2 separate regions of the Gossypium arboreum genome follow, and region 2 is linked to region 1. Evidence: chromatin contacts called from public Hi-C data. All regions are on one chromosome and are shown on one strand. Each heading gives the region's core, a stretch centred on a gene start, on an enhancer-like site or on the middle of the called end of the contact. The rest is flanking DNA. Distances are from core to core; before and after follow the strand shown.

Region 1 (5,305 bases), core at 1,352-3,851:
TGAAAATTATTGTCCTTAATATTTGTCTAAGAAACTCAAATTTCAAATCTTAGAACAATCTTTACAATTAACTAATTAATTAATTTTATCTTTCATCTCAAACCAAACTCTTTTTTTCATCACTTTTTATCAAAACAAAGAACAAACAATTGATTTAATTAATTTCAAGTATTTTTTTCTTTATTTTAAGCTTAACATGGAAGATTCGGGATGATATAAACAAAAAAAAATGAGTTTTATAAACAATTATTAAATAGGAATTATTTAAGTTGATTTAGTTAAGGATAATTTGAAAACATATAATAAAATTTCAAATTTTAAAAGTAGATTAAATTAATTAATTTTAATATTATAATAACAAATCAGTTGACATTATCAACCTATAGAAAAATTTCAATAAATTACTTTGATGTTTTGAAATTTTAAATTTCAATATTAAAACAAGAAATTTAGAATTTTAGCAATGAGATAAATAAGTACACTTTGACAAATTTTGTGTATTATTTTAATTTCTATCGTTTTTCTCACTTTAATTCTTACTTTTTACCTCAATTAATACTTAAAAAAAATAATTTTTGGGTGACTAAAATGAAAGTGTCAACATGGAGTGGTGTATGCACTACCATTAGAGATTTAATGTTTGGGTGTGTAAAATGAAAGTGCCTTAAAAGTTAGATGACCAAATTGTAAATATTTCATTTTAGAAGAAAAAAACAAATGCTCTAAAAACTAAGCGACCAACTAAATAATTCACCCTTTAGAACATACACAAAAGAAAGTTTTTAAGAGTTCTTTTATGATGATTTATTTTTTTAATGTTTGTTTTATTATTTATGTTTGAGATTTATTACCCAGAATTTTAAATTTGTATTTTTTTATAAAGAGTGTAATGTCTTTATACAAGTATGAAGAATTGTTAATACTAAGATTCCATGCTTCTCCAACATCTTCCACTTTCTCACCAAATTCTATTACACCTTTACTTTTAAATACACTATCACCACACTAGTTAAGATTAAGGTTCCATGCTAGTCCCACTTCTTCCCCTTCTCACCAAACTCCCACCAGAAACTACCAGTTGTCCTTGAAAAGGCATTAATCACCCAAGTAAATATTCAGAAATCATCACATCTTTAACTTTCAAAGCTACCATAAATACAAGAGCTCAGACAATGGGAATTAGTTTCAATTTCTTCATAATTATCCATGAACTTTACAAGTACTAACCCTGCTTACACTGCCCACCAATGCCCATCATATATAAATTCCAGCCTTTTGTTCTTTTTGTTCTTATCAGTTTACATCTTTCGTACATAATCATGATAATAAATCCCAAGGTTTCTATTCAGGTGATAATAATTGCTTGTAATTCGTGGACGAAAGAGAAGAATCTGAGGAAATTAAAGACTTTAATTAGTAATTAGAGCTCGATAATTAGTGCAAACAACAGTATAAGAAATAGAATCTGAAACCATGACCTGTAGAAGAAGATGCATTGCTTAACTTGTATTTTGAAGAATCACTTGTACATCTCGACAACCAAGATGATTCTGCTGTCAAAACAAGCCAAGGATCCAATTCCAAATTAAACCAAATGATTAGTATTAGCTTAAAAACACAACTAATTACCTGATGAGGAATTGAAAGATTTCTTGCAATGCAAAATGGCGCTTTCAATCGCATCGTGTCGGAGTAGCAAGGAATCATCTTTCCGATTAATTGGGGATGCTGCATACGAGGCTGATCTGCTCTTTACCAATTGCTTGCAAACCCCTGTCGAAACACTCCCCTGTACTCCTTTCATGGGATACACCGTTGCCGGAGAAGCCACCTTTGATAACTCACCTGAGGGTGAGAGTGAGACCTTTGCCTTGTCACTTGGAATGCTTTTTTTGGAGATTTTTACGTACTTTATTATATTCAAGTATTTCTGTATCAGATCTTTCGAACTGCTCCTTTCTTCATGCCTTGGGGTCTCCATAGAAATACCGATCAACTCTTTTCTCTGGGGAGTACATGTTTTACTGGTATTTGCCATTGACTTGGACTTGTTGAGAGTAAAAGCTCCAAATTTGGGAGCAGAGTTTAACAGGTGTAAGGGAGATTGAGGCTTGGAGGTTGGGTCAATGGGGAGGATCTTTCTTTTGGAGAAATGATCATTCTGCATTGGCAACAAGGGGAAGTCATCATTCTTAGCCGAATCATGCTGGAAATCAGGTGTTTTGTGAAGGGTGCGTAGATGGAGGTGGTTGAAGTGGTGCAAAGGAAGCTCCAAGTCGATGAAAGAGTCGTCCTCTTCATCCAATTCATGATGTGGAATTTCGATGCTTCCACAACAACGTTGGGTCTGGTTCTCTTTCATAGCCACACAGCTAGGTTTCCAAAACCTCAGAAATTTGAGAGCTTCCATATGGAAACAGAGAGACAAAAGGCTTTTTTACAGTTTTACTTGTCAAAATCTAAGAGAGAAACTTCACCGCTTTGCCTGCGTTTTATGGGCGTTTCAAGGGAGAAGCCAGAGAGATTGTGTGAGTCTTCTGTAATTCAATAATGGATAATATCCTTAAAAGTATCATGCTCCCCCAAGTAAGATTGCATTTTATTTGACGTTAAATAAAATAAAATTTTAATTTTTATATGAAAACTTTTATTTATTTCTTAAATTAAAAATTAAATTTTTTAGAATAACTACATTGTTATATCGATATGTTATATATATATCATGTTAATATATAAAATAAGTTTTTAATCTTAAAATAAATAAAACTTTTAATAAAATAATTAATTTATTTTTAATTTAATGTATATTAAAAATAATTTATTTAATTAAAATTAATTTATCTATTTTAATAGATAGAATAAAATACAGTAACCATATTATCCATATAGATTTTCATATTTTAATTATTGCTTTCTTTAAAAAAATTACTGTCAATGCCTATGTAGTCCAAATTTTGTAGGTGGGGTAGCTTTAGTTTTGATTACTGTATTATAATGTAGGTATGACTGTTTTACTTTTACTTGCAAGTTGCAAAGCAGTTAATTATATTTTGCGTGAAGTTGCAGCCATTTTTAATTCCTTCAGAATTGTCAGCAAATTGGGACTCCTGCACCTGCAGTGTCTCGCGCAATCCCCCGTCACTACAATTATTATATTTCATAGTTGTTTGCATGTGATATTATTTTTTGGGGGTTTTATTCAAAATTTATCTTTCAATTTTTTTTTATAAACTATCTATTTAGTCATTTAACTGTTAGGTGCTGCAACATTCTATATTCGATCAAGTCATCACATCTGAATTACGTGATATTAAATTTGTTGTCGAAATAATTATAATTAAATGCAATTCTATATAACTATGAATACATGCTAATATTATATTAGTCCTTTTGAGTATGTTATACAATCATTTTCAAGTTTTATATGAGCTTACGAAAACTCTTTTACAACCCGATGTTAAACTAGGACCAAATTATAAAGTTTACCAATTATTAGATTGACGTCACAACTTCAAGGGTTCTTGGTCGTGACACAACTCATTGACTTGATCTTGTCGCGACGTTAAGAGCTCGATGTCGCGACGTAACCGTTTATTTGCAAATGTTCCAAATGGTACCTAATTAAAACATTTATCCAATTTAATATCAAAACCAACTCAAACCTAGGTACATGCCATATATCAAAATGAAAGGGACTATACAAACATTTCTAAGCCGAGGGTTGTAAGCTATATGCTAAATAAACAAATCGTGCTGTAAGCGATAAAGCTCAGTAATACTTTCATTATTCAAGTCACAAAATAAGCATATTTACTATAAGAATTCAACCAATATATACCACAATTCAACCAAATCAAATTGTATATTTAATACTCAAATATTATTCTCATACACCATTTCATTTAATAATCAAAATAACATTTTATGCTATCCTTTCTATTAACAAAGATGCAACATATCTAATTTAATTACATACATATACATTCATGTACCAATATGATATTTAATCTCATTTTCATTCGAGGCTATTCTATCATTTATTTTAAGATTCAATTTCTCTTTCTTGATTCTATTGATTTGTTCAAAGTTAATTCAGCCCCCAGGGCTTGTTTAAACCAAATCGCATGTCTTTCACATGCTGTCGTTTTCCACATATCACATATATACAAACATACTAATTCAATCATATTCATCTCGTTTATCATGTTACCAATTCATGTTTTTATAACCCTATTAACGAGACACAAACTTAGAATGGATACACAGATCTATTACTCTGTCATCCCGGATTGCTTGGCAACAATGACTACTGGAACATGTACATACTACCATCCCGGGTTACTCGACAACTATGACTTTCACAATCTAGATATATTGCCATCCCAAGTTGCTCGTCAATGATGACTATTATATATGTACATTCTACCACCCGAGTTGCCCGACAACAATGGTTTCTAATCATTTTACCTAACCCTATGACATGTCAACTATATTTGACCCTGTCTGTACAGCTAATAGGGTAACCAATGTTTCAATTTCATATTATAAACCAAATCACATATCATGATCTCATACAAACATTTCATAACCAATTCAAATATCAATGTATACCATATATTATCATTTCATTATACTCAATCCATCAATGTATCATTATCAGTTCGGGCTAGATACTTTTCATAATTGAGACCAACGGATTACCCGTCCCAGCTAAATCCTTACTGCAACACATGCAGGATCTCAATTCACATGTAAAACATGGTTTCTCCATCGAATCCCCTTTTTAACCTCAACCAAGATAGTTATCAACAAGTCGTTACCAAAGGTGCATTTCATGCATTTTCATACCATCAATAAATGCAAATATCATGAATTTATAAATCATACAATTATTCATATTAGGGGTTTACTTTAAGTTATCCGAACTTACCTGGTATTCTTTTCGGGATTGTGTTTCGGTTATTCCGAAACCTTGCGTTTACCACGATCGACCTCTGGAATTTGTTTCTCGAGGTCTATAACAGAAAAATTAACTCATTAATACCCCACATTATACATTTCAAGTTTAATATCTACCTGCGGTCCAAATGACCGTTTTGCCCCTAACCTTTGACATTTTTACGATTTAGTCCTTAGGCTCGTATAATGAAACACCTGCAATTTCTATCTTACACAAGCCTAACCGAACATTTTTCTCTCTTATGGCAACCCACATTTTTCATTATTTTCCCCATTTCTACCACACATTTACATCTTTTGCAAAATAGACCCTATAAGGGTTTCTCATGAAAACTAACTTGGAAAA
Region 2 (5,305 bases), core at 1,219-3,718, 250 kb after region 1:
TGCCACTTTAGTTTACCATTTGTACTTTTATTGGGAGTGACTAAAATGACCGAATTATGTAATGTGAGTGCTTAATTGTAAATCTTTTATTTTGAGTACCTTAAATGAATTTTTTTATAATTGAGTGGCTATCCGTATAGTTTACCTAAAAATAATTTATATATTTTTCTTTAAAGATATATAATTGAATTAAAATGATAATTTCATGTATATATTTAGATTACAATTAAAATTTCATAAATATAATCATATCAAATCAAAATTCATATATAATTTTATGATTTATTCTTATATATCCATCATTCCTAAATCTGCTTCCTATTTTTTTTCTTATTCTAATTATTTCATTTTTTATAAATTATGTAAACAATTAGTTATTCATTAATTTCATTTACAGATTTAGGATGCAAAGGATTAGTATAAATTTTTTAGAAAAGGATTTTTTAAAAAATTGGGTAATTTTAATATTTAAATTATATATAGTTTAATTATTTTGTATTTTTAATGAGTGAATAATATTTGACCTAATTAAAATTATTGATAAATTATAATCTAAAAGCAAAACTTGTGCAAATTCAAATTGATAGACGTTAGATGCAAGGTTTAATTTTTATGTTTATAATCTATTTTCCTTTCTCCAACGTGTATAGATAATTATTGGTATAGATTACATTAGAAACATATAATTTATTTAGTTGATTAAACTACATATGGTGAAAAAGATTCTTTTAAATCTTTGAGTGATTCTAATAACGGATTTCATGCATGGACAATTTTCAATCTATCCTTACAATGTATATATACATGTTTAGGGTGGTTTGGATGGGCGGTGAAGTGCAATGTATTTAGTTTACTTTTTGTTTTACGTTACAATATTTAATTTTATTGTCACTGTTATTTTTATACTAACCGTAGGTAAATGCACCGTCTATCCAAATTTATCCTTAGGGTGGATTAAAAGAATAATGTGAAAAATATAATGCATAATGATTTATTTTATCCTTCAACTTTATAAAAAAGGTTATTTTAGTCTTCTATTTAAATTTTTTAACCTTTAAATTTGTGTTATTTTTAAATCACCTCAAAATGGATGAGCAAATGAACGTTTGTTAACTTTGTTAATGTAACATACACGTGATGCCACATCATTAGCAATTAATTGGTTTTTTATTTTTAAAATTCAAAAACTATAAAAATTATTTTAAAAAGTCAAAAGCATAAAAGTATAAAAATTGTAAAAGTGTTTTTAAATTTTAAATTTTAAAAATTAATTAATTGTTAATACGGTGACATACAGATGACAATTTTCTTATATTCTAAGTCTGTAAAGTTAACAAAAGTTCACTTTTCTATTTATTTTGGAGGTGATTTAACAAATAATGTAAGTTTAAGAACTAAAATTAATTTTTTCTGTAAAGTTAATAAATTATTATGTCTAAAAATAAATAAATTTGATAGTTTATGAAAAATGTACGGTTTATTAAATAGAAATTAGAAAGTAAATAAAATGGACAAAAGTAACAAGAGGAAAAGGGGAATTCTTCTTTTAATTCCTTTCCTTTTTCTCTTTAGACATAAAATAGAAAAGTAGAAATTGTATTTTTACTAAGACTCTTTCAAAGAGGACAACCACACGACAAACCATTGAAGAAGGCCGACCAGCTTTTCTTTTTCCCTGTTTTTGCCTTCGTTTCCATTCCAATGAATTCTTGTGTGCTGATATCTGAGAATTGGGTAAAAAAACATTATTAAGAGTCGAATTATATTTTATTCTTTTCATTTAAAAATAAGTAAATTAATTTTTTTATATTAGATTTTTAGTTTTTTTATACTGTTAAAAGTTAGCGTGGTGGATAGAACAACTAGACAATAACATGTAACGTGTCACGTATATCTTATGATGATATACAATGGTGATTTTTAATAATAGAAATAAATGAATTTTATACTGAAAGACTACTTTGCTCTTTAATCTAATGTACATGAATTAAATTGCCTATTTTTTTAATAAATGGGTAAAATGTAATTTAATTCTTAGTACATGAACATTCATGATACTTTTATCACATAATTTATTATTTCATTGTAATTTTTAAATATTCATACAAATTTGTGAACTAGTAGCGCTTCATCACACACTAAATAATAATAATAATAACAATCATGATATCACTAATAAAAATATAAATTTATTATTTTAATAATTTATATTCAAATTTTATCATTTGTTGAGATTTAAAATATAATTTTATTACTACTAATTTAAAGTTATAAATTATAAAAGAAGTAAATTAAAAATTTATCATCCTGAATGGGCTCCGCCGCTGGCCTTCCCTCATTTCACTTCATAATGTGATTGGTATGTGATTGTAGAAAAAGAAAAATATTAGAAACGGAAATCGATTGCCTGGCAGCAGTCTCATTTTTACTTGTAGCTTTTAGCCTCTGTGTTTGAAAATAAAATTAATTTAGTCAAACCTAATTTTGATTAAAAAAATCATAGGAATACAGGTAATAATGAAGATGACAAGGAGCGTGAGCGCAATCAACTCTGTAATCCTTAGCAGATCAACTAACAATCTAAAACATTCTAAACCGAGTACTAGCTGGAACATTTGGAGTGAATTTATGGTCCTCATGGTAGCCATACAACATCCTTCTTCTACATATATATATATATATATTCTGTCACCCTATATATCTGGAAAACGTGTGTTAGTTGTGCTTCTTTATTTGGACCACATCTGTTCTTCTGAAATTTTTCTTTTCTGCTCCATACATCTCTCTCTCTCTTTCTAACTTCCTATTTAACCCATTTCTTATTTGTTCTTCTTTCACTGTTGGGCAGCACATTCATTCTACATATCTCCAGGCCTCATAAGATTAGGGCTGGTATTTTTCCAGAAAATATTCCAAGGTGAAGCAGTTTGTTGGTTTGCATTCATTAATCTCTGTTTCCGTTATATCCAAGTATGGTTTTATGATGTTAAACTGCAATATAGCTGACCCTTTTTCAAAATTGAAACCATTAATTAGGTGCAAATGGATCATGGTGAGAATCCGGTTTCAATAGAGTTGCAGGAACCTGCTGAACCAGTTCCACAGCTCCTCAAACTTATATCATCCAATGAAGTGGCTGGCTTTGATAGCATCATGGTGAGTTACATCCTTTGGTATATGCCATCTCTTACTTTGGTCTCTTTTGATGATTCAATGTTTGAAATTCATTGCTATGTTTGGGTAGCAGGAAGGTGAAACGCCTGTTTTCCCAAATCCAACCAATAGTTCTCAACCCAATGGTCATCAGAGGAAGCTTTCTATTTCAATCAGCATGCCTTCATCTCCTACAGGAGCTACCTCAGCAGGCACCAAGAATGTTTTATTTGTTCAGGACAATGCCAAAGGTTTCAAGAATGGAGTTCCGGAATCTTGTGTGGGTAGTAAGGCAAAGCCTAAAGGAGTCAAGTTTCTGTCTCAGCCAATGCCCAAAGGATCAGTGTTTGGGGAGGGAGCTAATATGAATCAAAATCCAAACGTCAAAAAGTTCAAGGACAAGAGGTTCGATTCATTCAAAACATGGTCTGGGAAACTTGAAAGGCAGCTAACCAATTTACGAGGAAGGCAGCAGGAAAGTGAATCAGAAGACGACTCTGTGAGACCTTCAGAGAATGAAGCCTTACCTGTGGACCGATACTTTGATGCACTTGAAGGACCAGAGTTGGAGACCCTAAGGGTATGTAATGTGCCCATCTTCCCCCAATCCTTTACTCCAAATTAAGAGATTTTAATAAACGACCTGTTTCCACTCTTGACAGGCTTCGGAGGAGATTGTGCTTCCAGATGACAAGACTTGGCCTTTCCTTCTTAGGTATCCAATCTCTTCATTTGGTATCTGTCTGGGAGTTAGCAGCCAAGCTATTATGTGGAAAACACTGGCCACTGCTACCTCTACAAAATTTCTTCACATCAGCCTCACTGTAAATCTCATCCTATGGTGGATATCTGTCGCTCTGGTAGCCATTGTTGCTTCCATCTACCTTACCAAAGTGATACTCTACTTCGAAGCTGTTCGTAGAGAGTATTACCATCCCATCCGAGTCAACTTCTTCTTTGCTCCTTGGATATCTCTTCTCTTCTTGGCTATTGGGGTGCCACCTTCAGTTGCTTCATCCCTGCCTGTAGCTTTATGGTATGTTCTTATGACGCCATTCCTCTGTCTGGAGCTTAAAATCTATGGGCAGTGGATGTCAGGTGGTCAACGAAGACTTTCCAAGGTGGCTAATCCTTCCAACCATCTCTCAGTTGTTGGGAACTTTGTGGGAGCTCTATTGGGTGCATCCATGGGGCTTAAAGAAGGCCCTGTATTCTTCTTTGCAGTTGGATTGGCTCATTACACAGTCCTTTTTGTAACCCTTTACCAGAGACTTCCAACAAATGAAACACTCCCCAAAGAGCTCCATCCTGTATTCTTTCTGTTTGTTGCAGCACCAAGTGTTGCTTCAATGGCATGGGCCAACATCCAAGGCTCTTTCGATTATGGATCACGGATTGCCTACTTCATTGCCTTGTTCCTCTATTTCTCACTAGTAAGTTAGCCACTTTGTTGATCTAACTTCACTTATAAGTTGCACACATAGTAAAGCTAAAGTGTTGCACATTTGTACCATGTTTTGCAGGCAGTTCGGATTAACTTTTTCCGAGGATTCAAGTTAGTGCAGCACTACCCTAACTTACATATATATAGTTAAGTTGTTTTAGGCAGTCCTGATTCTAATTTCTCTTCTATTTACAGGTTCTCATTGGCTTGGTGGGCGTACACGTTCCCGATGACCGGTGCTGCGATCGCAACCATGAGATATTCAAGTGCGGTCACAAATGTAGTAACTCAAACTCTTTCTGTCATTCTATCTGTTGTTGCTACACTCACAGTAACAGCTCTGCTTGTGACCACTATACTGCATGCCTTTGTCCAACGAGACCTCTTCCCCAATGACATTGCCATTGCTATTAGCGACAGAAAACCAAAATCTCATAGGAGGTGGTTCAATCTTAATAGACATGGAAGCTCAGAGCATAATGCAGACATTGACACTTTCTTGAAATTTGCAAATGGCGACACCAAAGACATAGAAGCTGCGCTGAAAATTTCCAGTGCAGAAGCTAAATGAGTTTAGAAACTTCATGCATGTGCCACTGTGATCAGCCTTAGGTTCAACTTTCATCAGGTTCTTCCCTCTTAAGCAGTCAGACATGCGAGGAACGTCCAATTTGGAGTTTTTGAAGGTTTCCAGTGACCATGTGTGTA

The links. A called contact is a pair of places that touch in the nucleus more often than the background predicts.
Region 2: a Hi-C map of leaf shows a contact between it and region 1, with 7 times the contacts expected there. The contact joins the promoter of LOC108450773 here to the promoter of LOC108465852 in region 1. A contact is called at or near these places in 2 of 5 Hi-C or Micro-C datasets (both in leaf).

The regions. Positions count from the first base shown.
Region 1 is chr8:85,984,356-85,989,660 of ASM2569848v2, forward strand. It overlaps LOC108465852 (membrane-associated kinase regulator 5-like), which reads right to left and starts at 2,602. Exons shown (of 3, transcript XM_053031566.1): 1 at 1,630-2,602; 2 at 1,505-1,550. The coding sequence starts at 2,410.
Region 2 is chr8:86,239,447-86,244,751 of ASM2569848v2, forward strand. LOC108450773 (S-type anion channel SLAH2) reads left to right here and starts at 2,469. Exons shown (of 7, transcript XM_053031511.1): 1 at 2,469-2,640; 2 at 2,849-2,917; 3 at 3,037-3,156; 4 at 3,245-3,733; 5 at 3,816-4,586; 6 at 4,677-4,708; 7 at 4,793-5,305. The coding sequence starts at 3,043. The coding sequence ends at 5,168.